2 separate regions of the Zea mays genome follow, and region 1 is linked to region 2. The links are chromatin contacts, called in public Hi-C maps. All regions are on one chromosome and are shown on one strand. The core of a region is the stretch at or near the end of the contact, and the rest is flanking DNA. Distances in the headings are between cores, read along the strand shown.

The links. A called contact is a pair of places that touch in the nucleus more often than the background predicts.
Region 1: a Hi-C map of ear shows a contact between it and region 2, with 1.7 times the contacts expected there. The contact joins the promoter of LOC100285651 here to the promoter of LOC100381829 in region 2. A contact is called at or near these places in 3 of 25 Hi-C or Micro-C datasets (ear, endosperm and tassel).

Annotation. Positions count from the first base shown.
Region 1 is chr8:177,677,175-177,684,247 of Zm-B73-REFERENCE-NAM-5.0, reverse strand. LOC100285651 (transcription factor GAMYB) reads left to right here and starts at 4,542. Exons shown (of 5, transcript NM_001254909.2): 1 at 4,542-4,767; 2 at 5,264-5,399; 3 at 5,549-5,965; 4 at 6,737-7,073. The coding sequence starts at 5,576.
Region 2 is chr8:177,353,822-177,361,244 of Zm-B73-REFERENCE-NAM-5.0, reverse strand. LOC100381829 reads right to left here and starts at 2,164. Exons shown (of 3, transcript NM_001358095.1): 1 at 1,763-2,164; 2 at 1,321-1,604; 3 at 605-1,217. The coding sequence starts at 1,961. The coding sequence ends at 774. It overlaps LOC103636559 (pentatricopeptide repeat-containing protein At5g15010, mitochondrial), which reads left to right. Exons shown (of 1, transcript XM_008658911.4): 1 at 1-132.

The DNA.
Region 1 (7,073 bases), core at 3,293-5,792, 320 kb before region 2:
CGACCACGATCGCTTCGCATATACGTGAAATACAAGTACCTTTTTACCACTTCAACGTTTGACGTGATTTAGAGGATTGAGTGAACCTATACGAGCATCTCCAGCAAGATGCTCTATAAAAATCCCTAGTAATCTAAAACGATCATGTTTTAGAGGATTGAGTGGACTAACAAAAAGTTAAGCTGCAACAATAAAGCCTTATATCAGTTTATTGTAACAGAAAACTAGTTCCCGGTGGGCGCGCGGGCGAGAGAATACCATAGTTTCGAGCACCGAGAACGAGAGAAAGGTGTCATCAAGGTTAAATTCGTTTGGATTTTTGTACATGGGGTGTAGTATATTTGTGGCAGGTGCCCTATACTTTTTTTTTTACATTTTTTTTTGCAAATTGAGGCATTGTTGGAACCGTTTTTTCTAGATTGTGCCCTATATTTTTATATGTGACATCAATTTAAGTCACCATTAGAGATGCTCTTTACATAGTACATAAACAATTAGGCCCTGTTTGGGAACACAGTTTTTCCAAACTACAGTCTTTCAAATACTAAAGTATACTTTAGTCATGACATTACTACAGTTTACAATACTTCGGTTTTCGAATACAACAATATCCAATACATCAAGGTGTTTGGGAAAAACTTTGGTTGAGACCAATCAGCTAGAGCGGGACCCAGCTGGCGCTATCTTTACAGAGAAAAACTTTGGCTGAGACCAAAGTTTCCAAAACTGCAAAACAAGTGCAGTATTTACAATACTACAGTTTAGTATACAGAGATTTCAGATGAGTTGCCAAACACCTCAAAGTATATAATACCACAGTATTGCTTCAATACTGCAGAAAAACTTTGTTTCCAAACACCCTCTTACAGGTAAGACACACGTTGGACCGAGTCTTGACTTGACTACTTGGGTATGGAATTCGAGGGAGTCCACATCATGGATGGAGCGAAACATAATTTCAAAGAGTTATAGACATGTGCACGTGTGTGTATCACCTTAATGTGGCGTGCATGAATACATCATGTAGCATTTTATGTCGTCTGCTACCCGTAACACATGCCATGATGCCAAGCGAGTAAGCGTGTTGTGCTGTGCAAGAGCACGCAAATTGTACCTGTATTTCAAAAACCTTGCATAAATTGGATTCATATTCTTTCCCCCGCTCGTGCCCACATGTCATGATATTTTTTTTTAAAACGATCCTTTCATCCTCTGCTATATTTTCAACTGCACTCTCTCATCTTCATCAACGTACCGGTTTGCACTTGAGACGCGGACGCACAAATGCACCTTTATTTGAAAAGCCTAACATAAATTGAACACAAACTTTTTTTCCCTGGGAAGTGGCGGCGGATCCAGAACGTGAACACAAACTTTTTTCCCCAGGAAGTGGCGGATCCAGAACGAGCCAATAGAACGGCTATCTACTTCAATTTCCCGTGGTATAGGGCCAACGTCTATTTCTATTTTCTGCTAAAAACATGTACGTGTTCGTGTAAAAATTACTCAACTCTATTTTTCAATATATACCATTTTTGGTAAAGTAGCTCATTTTTTTAAAACTATTTAAGGGGTGTTTGGTTAGAGGGACTAAAGATTAGTCTCTAGTTTTTAGTCTCATTTAGTCCCTTTTTTTTTGCCAAACACTAGGACTAAGGGGGTGTTTGGTTTATAGGGACTAATGTTTAGGGCCTGTTTGTTTACCCCAATAGATTATATAATCTGGATTATTTTTGGAGGATTATATAATCTAGATTATATAATTTGGATTATATAATCTGATTAGTCATGTTTGTTTACCCAGATTATCTGGCGTGTTTCTGTTGGACGGCGGGCTTCTTCGATCCGATATGCGCAAAAACGATTCGGTAGATTATAATGGCAATGGTGGGTAATTTCTAGGAAACTTGAAAGGGTAGTGGGGAAGTGGGAAAAAAATAATCTGAAATAAGCACCTCCTCACTTGCTTATGGATTATCATAATCCAAGGGGTTAGATTATATAATCTGGACAAATAAGCTATACTGTTTGTTTGCCTCTTAGGATTATTTAATCCAGATTATATAATCTGGGGGTAAACAAACAGGCCCTTAGTCCCTTCATTTTGTTCCATTTTAGTATATAAATTGACAAATATAGAAACTAAAATAGATTTTATAACTAAAGTGGAATAAAAGGTAGGGACTAAAAATTAGTCCCTAGAAACCAAACACCCCTAAAATATGAACTAAAATGATTTAGTCTTTAGTCCTTCACATATATGCTAAAAGGGACTAAACCATATTAATTCCACGTTTATCCCTCATTTAGTTTAATTGTACTAATAGCAGGAGAATATTAAATGCTATTTTAGTCTTTTTATGAGTCATTTAGTATATTCGTACTATTTTTAGCCCCTAGAACCAAACATGTTTGGGACTAAACTTTAGTCCTCTAACTAAACTTTAGTCCCTATACTAAAGAAACCAAACATAGCCTTAGATCCATCTAAAATATCATGGATCTAGAAAAGTAGAGTCAGCAGATATATTATTCCAACAAAACCTACAAACATGTTTAGTATATAAAACTTGGCTATGTTTGCTGTCTAACATTAGACGAACACATACCACAACACACACGCGTGTGCGTCTATTACACACAGTAGGAATGGATTGAGAGGTATAGACCTCTAGTGCGTGGAAAACACACAATAACATTTAACACGCATGCGTGTGTATACCCTATATCTAGACCTAGACACAACAGAAGATATGACATGTTTGGTTTGATGTCCTGCCACGTCTAATGTTAGACAAGTTTAATCAAGTTAGACAAATATTTGGTTTGTAGCTAAAATTGTGGCAAGATTTTTTTCCCTTCCACATATGTTCTAGCCATCAATAATTTATAAAAGTGTGCCAAGTTTCTCTTAGTCATGATAAAGTGTGACACGGAATTTTAACGATAAATGTGGCATAAAATGTATGTCAATTTGTAACACCTTAATTATACAACCAAACAGTCTAAAGTAAGGCACAAGTGTCGATCATGAGGATCAAACGTCCAGCCGCTCGCTCGCATACCAGCGAGCATATCAACTCAGTCCTCCAGTCCGGATCAGACCTAAGCCAAGGATCTTCTGTTGCAGAAGCCAGAAGAGATACGTACGACGGGACAAAATTTTAATTGACCGGAGCATGTGCAGTTCCCCCTCCGGGCCCGGCACGCAGGCGTGAGCCCCCGATCTCCTCACCACGTGCACCTCCCCAATTAGCAGAGGCGCCTCCAATACACGCCAGAGCCAGACACACACAGGGGCCGGCCGGCGGTACATGTTCCCTTGGGGTGGGTTTGGATGGATCGGAGCAGCGACGGTGCGTTTTGCCCCAGAAGCACACACTCGCACCCTGCATGGCTGCATGCAGCGCTAGCGAGCATGCAGCGGTTGACTTGTCGTCCGCAAGAAGTGCCGCGCATGCGCATCGCTATCGTTTTCTTTTTTTTCAGAGCATAGCATAGACAAGGTATACACATCATTTCATCTAGATACTAGGTTCTCCTGCGCACATAAAAAGCGGATTCCATAAATGCCACTCGACTATTTCTTTTCGCAAGTGGGTAAATCCTAAGCAAACCAAAGACTTAACACACAAATTCCGATCCCTTTTTTTTCGCAAAGAAGGGCACGATAGGTCTCCTTTGAAACACAGGAGATTTAAAGGGGGAAACATGAATAGGAAAAAAATATCAGAAAATAGAATGCATGCATTCTCTAATCCTATGGAATTCAAAATCAAATGAATTTGGTGACAGACTTGTTTGGCTACAACACAGGAAAAAAGTAAATGAACTAAGACATTTGATATTTTTTTTTGGAAAACAAACTAGCTATTAGTGGAGGAAGCAGACGAGCAGCGAGAGCGCGACCATGTAAAGCGCCGGAGCGTCTCCTTTTAGCGCCACGAAATTTTCCGTGAGATCTAAACTCCTTTTATTTTTCATGTAGAATCATTTCGGCGTGATTAAATCTTACTAAAGTTTTTCTTCATTTTTCTATCAACCAAAGACGACTTATAGGATTCTTTTTCTTATAAACCAAATCCTTTAAAATTCCTATAAAATCACTTCTACCCGAATGACTATATATATATATATATATATATATATATATATATATATATATATATATATATATATATATATATATATATATATATATATATATATATATATATAGTTCAGGAGCTTTATCAGCTTGTTATTACTCTGGAACAAGGTTTTAAATAACCGGTTATAAAGGTCGATATATCAGCCTTTTTAGCAGCAAAACGCTATGCTATTTATCCGAGGAGCACGAGACACGAACAAAAACAAGAAATAAAAAAATGTACTACTATTCCGCAATAAATAAAATATACGAGAAAAAATAGTTAAAGAAAATAGAGGTGTAGGAGTAGAGAGAGAAAAATAGATGCTCATGCGCCGATGCCCAATAGCATGGCTTCTCTGTACCTTTCATCTTTATATAATCTGCCCTCCAAGCAAATCCCGCAGCCAGTATCTCTTTCTCTTTCTCTCTCTCTCTCTCCTGAAATCTCTCTCTCGCTGACCTGAGAGTTATCCAAATACTCTGGTATGGCGAGATCCCCCTCCTCGGGTTCCCACTCAACTGCTGTATCGTAGTAGTCGACTACTTCCCTGCAATCCGTTGGTCAGCTCACAATAGCAGATGAGTCCATTGGAGGAGTTCGACTAGTCTCCACCGCTGCTGCGAGATTCCGCCAGGTACACCGCTGAATTTCCATTTGGTTTGGGCGTCCAGGTGTGATCTGAGGGGGGTGGGGATGCTGGATTTTGGCCTCCTCCTCACCCTTCTCCGTTCCAATCCTGTCTGAACCTCCGAGAATTGCCGTTCTCCGGACGCGGGGAGTGCTGTTCACGGCATTAGTGCTTTGATCTGTGAACTTTGGCAGACGGAACCTACCTTTTCTCTCTTGCCTTTACCCCGAAATCTCGTGTCAACTGTGGGTCATAGTGATACCGCTGCGGTTGTTTAGAGTTCTTAGACTTATCCACCCCTATACCAGCCGTTAGCTTTGGGTAATCTGCTGTACTCTCCAATGAGAAGTCCTATATTTGAACCCTAAAAATTAATATAAAGTCTAATTTAGAGTGTTTAGGTCTAAAAACATTTGGAACTCCAATATTTAAGTTCTATATCAAGTCATTGGAAAATAATTCATATTTGTGTGGTACCTATGAACATGCACTCGAAGTGAAGATTATAAAACTTCTGCCCGAGCAAAGCGGCCGACCAAGTTACCACAGAGCAAGTCAGCGAGGCGAAATAGGCGACCAAGTCCCAACCGAGTAAGAAAGGGAGACGAAACTGCCGACCAAGTCTCTAGGCCCACAAGGTAGAAACCTGAACCCAATGATATCAATGATATGGGCCCACATCCGCCGCGATGATTTGGTGATTTGGTGATTTCCATCTACTAATAATGCTCTTTTCATGCTAATCCTGCATATAATCCAAATGGTAATCGAACCCTACTTCCACTAGGTTCCGCGCATACCCTGACGGCAAGCCATGTACCGGGTGAAGAGCCAGGCGGAGGGCGAGGGCGAGGGCAAGGACGAGATGATGTCGCAGGACCAGATGGACTCGCCGGTGGACAACGATGTCAGCAGCAGCCGCAGGTCGCCTCGCAGGGGCGTCGGGGCGCCCCTGAAGAAAGGGCCCTGGACGGACGCGGAGGACGCCATCCTGATAGACTACGTTAAGAAGCACGGCGTGGGCAACTGGAACGCGGTGCGGAAGAACACCGAGCTATTGCGCTGCGGCAAGAGCTGCCGCCTCAGGTGGGCGAACCACCTCAGGCCCAACCTCAAGAAGGAGGCCTTCACCCCGGAGGAGGAGCGCCTCATCATCCAGCTCCACGCCAAGCTGGGGAACAAGTGGTCGAGGATGGCTATTCATGTAAGTGCCGTGCCAAATACTTGATTCCATCATGTTCTGCACGCCGGTATTTTGCACGTCTTTAATTGAAGATGTGCATCTCTCTAGTTACTGAGCTAACTTTTCCTATTTTGTGTCACGTACTGGAACTGTAATGATCTGTCCTTGCTTCTTAAAATGCTGCTGTTCTGCAGCAACCTGCTCAAATCCTCCTGGTATAAAAGATTCTGGTCCACGGGTGCTAATTTTCTAGTATCACTCCTGATCTGTGATACCAAGCAATGATCGCTTTCAAATATTTTTTTTAGCTTTGGCTTTCAACTCTATATGGCTTGTCATTGTTACTCTTTTATGGATAAAGACGTAGTTGGTATGACCTGAGATATATTTTTGTATGACCAAGTCGTCGTGCCATTTTTGTTTCCAACATCTAGACCTTATTCATATGGATGATTATGAACCTGACATATATATAGAACACATAAATTAATTATTGTATGAATTTATTTAAAAGGTAAAATGAATTTTAATTTGGAATGGAGAGAGTAATATTTTTTTTTTGCCATTGTGTATGTGCTCGCTACAATTTGGCAAGATATAGATTCTATTCCATTGCAAGATACGCCCAGGCCCCAGTGTCTCCAATTGAAAAATATGCTACTATGTTTTGAAATATTTAATATGCCTTACCTGTGTGCATACGTTCCTAGTGAGTTGCTATGTTTACCCTTAACAATTTGGGCATATATATTTTTCTACACTGACGTCACTAACCATGAACACTCTTCTCAGTTGCCAGGGCGTACTGACAACGAAATAAAAAACTACTGGAACACACGAAAAAAGAGATGTGAACGAGCTAGCCTTCCTATCTATCCTGCTGGTGTACGTAATCAATCTTCAAATGAAGACCAGCAATTGTCTGGTGATTTGAACGGTGGCGAGAACATGTCCAATGATCTTCTATCCGGAAACAGCCTTTGTCTACCAGATTTTAACAATGACAGTTTCCGTGCGAAACTGAAGGCTTTACCACCACAGCTGCCAGCTGTTTCAATAAGCAATTTGCTCGGCCAAAGCTTTGCATCAAAAGGTTGTAGCTTCATGGATCAGGTAGACCAAGCAGGGA
Region 2 (7,423 bases), core at 915-3,414:
CATGGTCTAAGTCAACGAGCTTATCCTTGTACGGTCTGACCATTGTACCATATCCTTAGATATGCCGATGCTGATTGCAAGTGGCTCAAGTATTCATGTCATTTTCATGGTACGGATCCAATCCACCATCAAGTGTCAGTGCAATAACTCAGATGGATCATGACGTGGCGGCTACCGATGAGGCTAGCGTTTTTCATTTGAGGAACGCAACAACAGTCGAATGGACACTTTGACAGTCCCGGTTTGAGAAATAGATTTGGTTGGTTCAATATCACTTCATCCCACTATATAATCATGCGATTTTATCCATCCACTCAATGAAGGTTTTTTTTTCTTTCTAAAACGCGCATCAGAGCTGCGTGTCGTTTCGTTGATAGATAGAAAAATATCTGAATTCATAGAAAGACAGGGAAAAAAAGTCAAGCCGATTCCATTCACTGAATGCTACTCCTACCATTTCATCATCTTGAAACAACTGTACGAATATATACCAGAATAAAGATGAAATGTCCTAGACCAATCTCGGTTCAGGCCGACCATTTGAAATATGAGAACTGTAATTCTGTACTAGTTTCTTCAAGTAGTGCAAAGGGAGATGGATTTTCCTTTTGGTATATTACCAAGCACACAATTTAACAAATGAATAACCCTTACAAGACTACCAGCAACAGTTGCAGAATTCAGACCCTCCAAATTTTAAACCTGCTGTTCCTAGCCAGTCTAACCACTCCTACGCCCAAGATCATCTCTTCCCCCTTCCATCACAGCAACTCTCAGAACGGAGGCAAGATGGTCTGCCACATCTTCGTCGACGGCGAGCTCATAGACTGCAAGTAGCCATGGCCTTGCCCAGCTGCCAGATTCATCGTCTGAACAGGGTTCGGATTCAACACATGGGTCACGTTGTAGGGTGCCTGTAGATCATCCAGATTCAGGTCGGTAAACCAATAGTTGTCCTCCTTCACCGTCCTCGCCACGCTGCCAATGCCGTTCCTCATGGTCATGGTCTGCCCGTGCACCATGTTACCGAAGCCGTTCTGCATGCCGAAGGCATTGTTGTCGATGTCCGAGTCGTGCGTCTGGAAGCTGTCAGACATGGAATCCTCCGCTGCGCCCTGCTGGTGACGGAACGGCGCCGCCGCCTCCGGCTCCTCAGCCTTCACCTTCTCCCAATTGTTTTTCTTGTTGTACAGCCGGCACAACACCCACTCATCCAACTGCAAGAACAACGCAAAGACGTAAGCGCACTGAACGCAGCGGCTGCAGCGCCATGGCTCGCCACGGAATGCAACTGGCGGGATGAAACGGCCACACACGCACCTTCCGTGAGCCCTTCTTGCCCGGCGCACGGTCCGCGTCCGCGAGGCGGTACTCATGCATGATCCAGTCGGTCTTGAATCCCCTGGGCGCCTTGCCGGAGTAGAAGACGAGAGCCTTCTTGATTCCTGCCGCCCCGCCACCGCCCTTGGGCGCGATCGGCTTGTCCGCGCCCGTTGCCTTCCAATACCCCCTCCCGGCGGCGCGGTTGGGGCGCGAGCCGTTTGGGTACTTGCGGTCCCGCGGCGTGAAGAAGTACCACTCCTTGCGGCCAAACAGCGCCTTCTCTGGAGGGAAAGGAACCAGAGCGGCACAGAGCCAAGTTAGAAATTCCGTCCGGGGTTTGGATGAATGGATCGACGAGAAGATTGTTCTTTTAGTAAAACAAGAAAATGTTTTGTTTGCAACAGCATGAGTGAGCAGGGGAAGAAAGAAGAGCACGCACCTGGAAGATCCCACGGGTCGAATTTGTAAAGGTCGACCTCGGCGATGATGGGCACGGGCAGCTGCTGACACGCCACCTTCCTGCAGAGGTAGTGCACCACCAGCTCCTCATCGGTGGGATGGAACCGGAACCCCGGCGGCAGGTTGAGCTCCGCCTCGGCGTCCCTCCGGCCGCCTCCCTGCGCCGCCACCATTGCCATACCCCCTCCTCCTCCTCGTCGTCGTCACAGAAATTCCCGGCAGGCGGCTGGATAGATGGGTCGCTCGCTCGCTCGAACCAGGTTCCAGAGACCACCACGTCGGCTCCCTCGTGCTCGGTTTCGAAAGGCGGCTGGCTGGCTGGCAGCCAGATAAATAAATAGAATCGCGTTGTCCGTGGAGAGCTGCCTGTTTCCTTGCCTCCTTGGCCACCAAGGCGAATGGAGGGTCTCGGAGCGCGTTTATATGGGCTGCGCTGCGTAGCCCAGCTCGTGCCGCCTCGCGCGGTCCAGGCGTGGCGTGGCCCCGTGCCCTCCTCCGGATGAGGATGGGGGCGACGCTGCCGCGAAGGTTCCCGCGTGGAAAAGGCTCTGACCCTGTCCTGTCCACTCCACCGCCGTTGGTGGCCTGCCTGGCCGACGACGGCTGCAGCCCACGCGCGACGCCCAACTCCCGCAAGGGTCAAAAGCTTGTCGAGGGGATCTCGCCAGTTTCCATCCGGGAAATGTACTAAAATCCGAGCGAGCGATCTCGGCGAATGGGACGCCCCGGTCGTCATCGTGAAAGCTCTCCGTGGTTTTGACTGCGTAGCAGTGGGCGATGGGCTCGGCGCGCGCCAAGGGCCGGTGGCGGCGCCGCCACGTGCGCATTGTGCCGCCGCCGCCGCCGCCGCCGCCGCTGTTCCGGGCATGAAGGCCCTGGCTTTCTCGTCCTCCAAGGACTGTTTTGATCTGCAGGTTTGGTGCTCGGCATTACTGCGTCCAGTTCCAGTTCCAGTCTATGGAAAAATTAGGGAAAGTGCCTTGATTTGAATTGACAAAATCGCACCACGTCTTCCGATCGATGAACAGCTAAGATTCAAAACGTGCTGTGAGCAGTGAGCGACGTGTGTGTTTCAGTCGGTATCAATGCGATCACGACAGATGCTACTGTTTCGCCTGTCAACTGCTGGCTTTCACACGCATCTCAGGCGCAGGATCCTCTGCCTGTCGACAACAAAGGATATGCTTGGAATATATTTTTTTTTTAAAAAAAGTTCAGAAGCCAAGCCAGCATATATATATGTACACACTGCTTTCCAATCTATAGCTTGCCCCGTTCGTTCGTTCATACGAGGATGGATGATGGTCTCATGCGTCCACTTTTATTTATTATTAATAAACAGCTTAGATAAAGAGAAGTCGGCATTCAGCAGGTGGTGCCGATGAACCAGCTTGGTGCTTGCCTCCTGCACTGGTTGGTCCTGGTCCTGGATGCATGCTATCCTGTTCCTGTCCAGGTGCGTTCAACCTTGCCCGGGTCCGGGTGCGGTGCGCCGGCGGGGGCCCGCTCCCGCTCTAGCTCGTCGTCGTCAACATCCGATGCGTTTTCCTTAAATTCCTCCTGCCATGGACTACCACTATACATGCTATATGCTATGAACTACGTGTGTCTCCATATCTAGTTGAAAAAAAAGACACTGGAAAAACGGGGTCCGTCAGAAAGCGGTTTCTCCACTATGTTTGTCTGTTCCTTTAAGTAAAAAGGAGAACATTGTGTTTGCCTGTAGTTAGTTTTTACTTAACTATGATCAATTATATAGTTTAAAAGTGCCCCGCATGCAACTGAGCTTTTCCCGACCAGAACGTGTGCGCGGTCTGAAGAAATTAGCTTGTTTTGGCTGTAGTTTATTGTGAAGTTGAAGTGTACTTTAGTTTTATCGCCAATCAAATTAGAGAATGTAATGGAATTAATTTGACGACGTCCCATATGTTAATGCTTTTTGTATACACTTTGGTGAATTAGAGAAATTCGACTTATAACAAATCTAAAGCGAAGAACGGTAAGAGTAGTTATTATATGGCAATCTAATTTAGATTTGAGTGTACATTATATTGTCGGAAAGAATGTACAAATTTCATGGTTTATTGATTTAAAACGAATTAATTAGAAGCCATCTACTTTTTATTCTATTATTTTTAGAAAATGCATATGCTCCCTGAGTTTTTTTAGGTGACGCATTAAGTTTGTTGTAAGTAAAACATTTTTTATCTTTCATAAATATTTTTTAAAAAACGTTATTTAAGTTCATGGCATATATGGTTTATATTTTTAGATCCACTACGAGAAATATTTTTATAATCTACAATCATATATTATGAGATTATAAAGTTTTTTTTGGAAGTTATGGTCAAAGATTGCAATATTTAACTTACGATAAATATAATGTGATATTAAAAAAAGATAATGCTTAAACTACCTTTGAAATCAGCCAAGAGCCAAAGTTGTCTTGGTTACTAGGCTATACATATCTCCTTCTAGAGTTGATTGCTAAATCTAGACTTCAACAAAAAAAAACAAGGACTAAAAATATCCTCCCTTCGTTTCCAAAATATTATTCATTTTAGCTCTTGGTTTTTATGTCTTTATTCAAATTGTTGAAGATAAATCTAGACATATATATAAAATATATACATCGAATATTCATATTAATTAAGTAAAACGAGTTTTAATTTGAGACGGAGGTAGTACTGTTTTTCTAAGATTAATGGCACACAAATCATGTGTTAGAGCAGCTCTAGTAGTTATGGAAACAACTTCCTGAATCATACATTTAAGAAGATGTTAAAAAAACACCTCTCAAGCGGATGTGTAAACCAACTTTGCAAATGTACAAAGTTCGGATGTGTAAACCAACTTTGCAAATGTACAAAGTTCCTACCTAGCTCAATTTAGTCCCTGCGTTTAGGAACATAGAACTACTCCCGAAATACACTTCTACGCCATTTTTTGACGCAAAAAAAAAACCAAAGCGCGGGCACTGTTCGCGCCTCTCCATCAACCTCGGTATCTTTTCCCTTCCCCCAACTGCGCATGTACAAATTCACCAGAGCTGCTGCGAACCCACACCCTGCGGCTGGAATGGAGCTAGAAAAAAGTTTAGAAGTAATTAAAGTAAACTGTTGTAGTATAAAAATCTTTTTTATATTATGTACACTTTAGATTAGGAAAGTGTGGTGGCTGTAGAGATCGGAAGCGGTAGAGAGGCCTCGACCCCCGCTCGACCCTCGCCCGCCGGGCCGCCCCACCGCTGCTGGATCCCATTCCCTCCGGCAGGTGCCTGCCGCGGCAGAGTACCACCGCGACCTCGGACATCTATAGAACGGTGCGGGCTCGAACCCTAGCGTTGCCGTCACTGCGACTTCGTCCAGAGCCACAACCTTGGACCACCGTCTTGGAGTTGTCGTCCAAAGCCGTGACCTCGGACCACCTTACTGGAGAGTAGCGTGTCCTCGACCTGCAGTGCTGCCACCTGGCGTCACTTCAATCACTAGGTTGAAGCAATCTTCACCTGATTGAAGTATAGATGTCCAAATAGGCGGGCCGTGGCGGCCCGGCACAGATTAGCTAGCGGGCCGTGTCGTGCCGGCCCACGAGCTTCAAGCGCGGCCCAAGCACGACCTGCTAGGTTAATAATCGTGTCGGGCCGGCCCACGGCCCGATGGGCCTAACGGGCCAATAACAATATATGACGTTTAATTAATAAAAATATCCTAAAAGTATTTATTTTTTGAGCGTTTAAACCATATTTATTAGCTCTAAACATTTATTTACACCAATATAACCAACAAAAACACATGTTTATTGTGTTTTATACTCTATATTTAAGTATAATATATGAAAAAATAGAAAAAAAAATAAAATCGGGCTGTGCCGGACCTAGTCCGTCGTGCCACGCCTTCGGTACAAGCACGACCCGGTGACCGGGCCGGGCCGGCACGGATCCGGTTCACTACGTGTCGTGCCGAGTTCGTGCCGGGCCAAACCCGTGCCGGGTTTCGGGCCGCCCGGCAAGCCCGATCCATTTGGACATCTATAGATTGAAGCACAGCCGGTACCCAATAACCAGATCACAAATTTAACAGATCGAAGATGGTAAAAGAAAAAATAGTTGGACCCACTTGACATGGCAAGTCTAATCTCTACTATACTTAAAACACCAGTTTCAATATTCGTCCCGCGTTATATTTTTTTAAACCCTCACATCTATTTCAAATTAACCCGCTCCACACCTCCGCATATAGATGGCGAAACGCCGGCCCGGCACGGGCCCGACGCGTGCGGGCTGCAGCTCTGGTCTAGACACGGCACGCCGACCTGCTGACTGTGTCGAGCCGGGTCGTTAGCCCGTCGTACAGTTTGGTTAAATCAGAGTAAAATATTAAAAAAGCAGTGCAGGAGCCGGGGTTCGAACCCACACACTGATGAAAGAAGGGCAAGAGACATTAGATGAAGTTATCTAACATGTAGAACATCATGCTTATATGTTTTTTATATTCAATAAAAATTGTACATATGTATATATGATTTTTTGTAAAATAAAAAAATATAATTGTGTCAGGTCGGGCCAGCACTACGGGCCGAGGCTACGACCCAAACACGGCACGACGCTCGTGCCGGGCTGGCCAAGACACTATTAAATGGCTCTGCCTCAGGTCGGCCCTCCAGACACAACCCATTTGGCCATCTATACCTCCGCACGGTAATGATGGTCCTCGCCTCCGTTGCCGCCACCTCGTTCGTCATCCTGCCTTTTTTTTCTCTCCCCTTATGTCTCTGCCTCCGCGCCACCCCATTCTCAGCAGAGGGCTTGAGCAGGCGCCTCCTTCCTGTATTCATCTGACACCAACCCCGACACCGACCCGCGCGGCTATTACACGTCCACGAGGACGTTTCACATCATGCGCGCACCATCGTTTTTGCCGTCGTCGGACGTCCCGTTCGTCTTCCCGACCTTCGCCTTGTTCTTCCTCCCCATCCTACTGCATCGTCCACGGTCACAGCCGCGAGCCGATCGAGGCTCATCAACGCGGGTACGGGGCGACTCGGTCGTGCTCCTGGCCTTTCACCGTGCATGCCGCCGAGGAGGACACGGTGGCGTTTGCCACGCTTAGGTTATCTTGGCGATGAGGAGTCCAGATCTGAGATATTGGACAAACAAGGCCCGTAGCGCGGCAGCAGTCGGCATATGCTATAGAGTTGGTGGTGGTGTTGTGTCGCCTCGGCGGGTCCAGGTCTGGGAAAGCACTCGCATTATGTCGCCCTTCTCGGACTAACGCATGGTGCGAGTGCCTCTCGGTTTGGAGTTGCTCCGGCTGGGCTTCTTTCTTCGCATGCGTGCTCTCTCCCTATATGTATCTAGCAGTATACTACTTATGCCGCCTCCAGATGCCCAGGTCTTCGTCGTGTCCTTCTTCGACACGAACAGGTATGCCCGTCTCTTCCCTTCCCTTTCTGCTCTACGAAACCTTGGAAGTGGGGAGGCGAGGGATGGGGGTCCCTGATTTGCTGCCTATGGTACCTGTTTGATGGCTAGGCATCGCCTGTCTACATGGCCTTTCCCTTATCACGGTGTCGACTCGGTATGCTTCTACCGCTTCTATGTACCTGTCACCCATCCTTTTGTCATTGCAAGAATTATTGT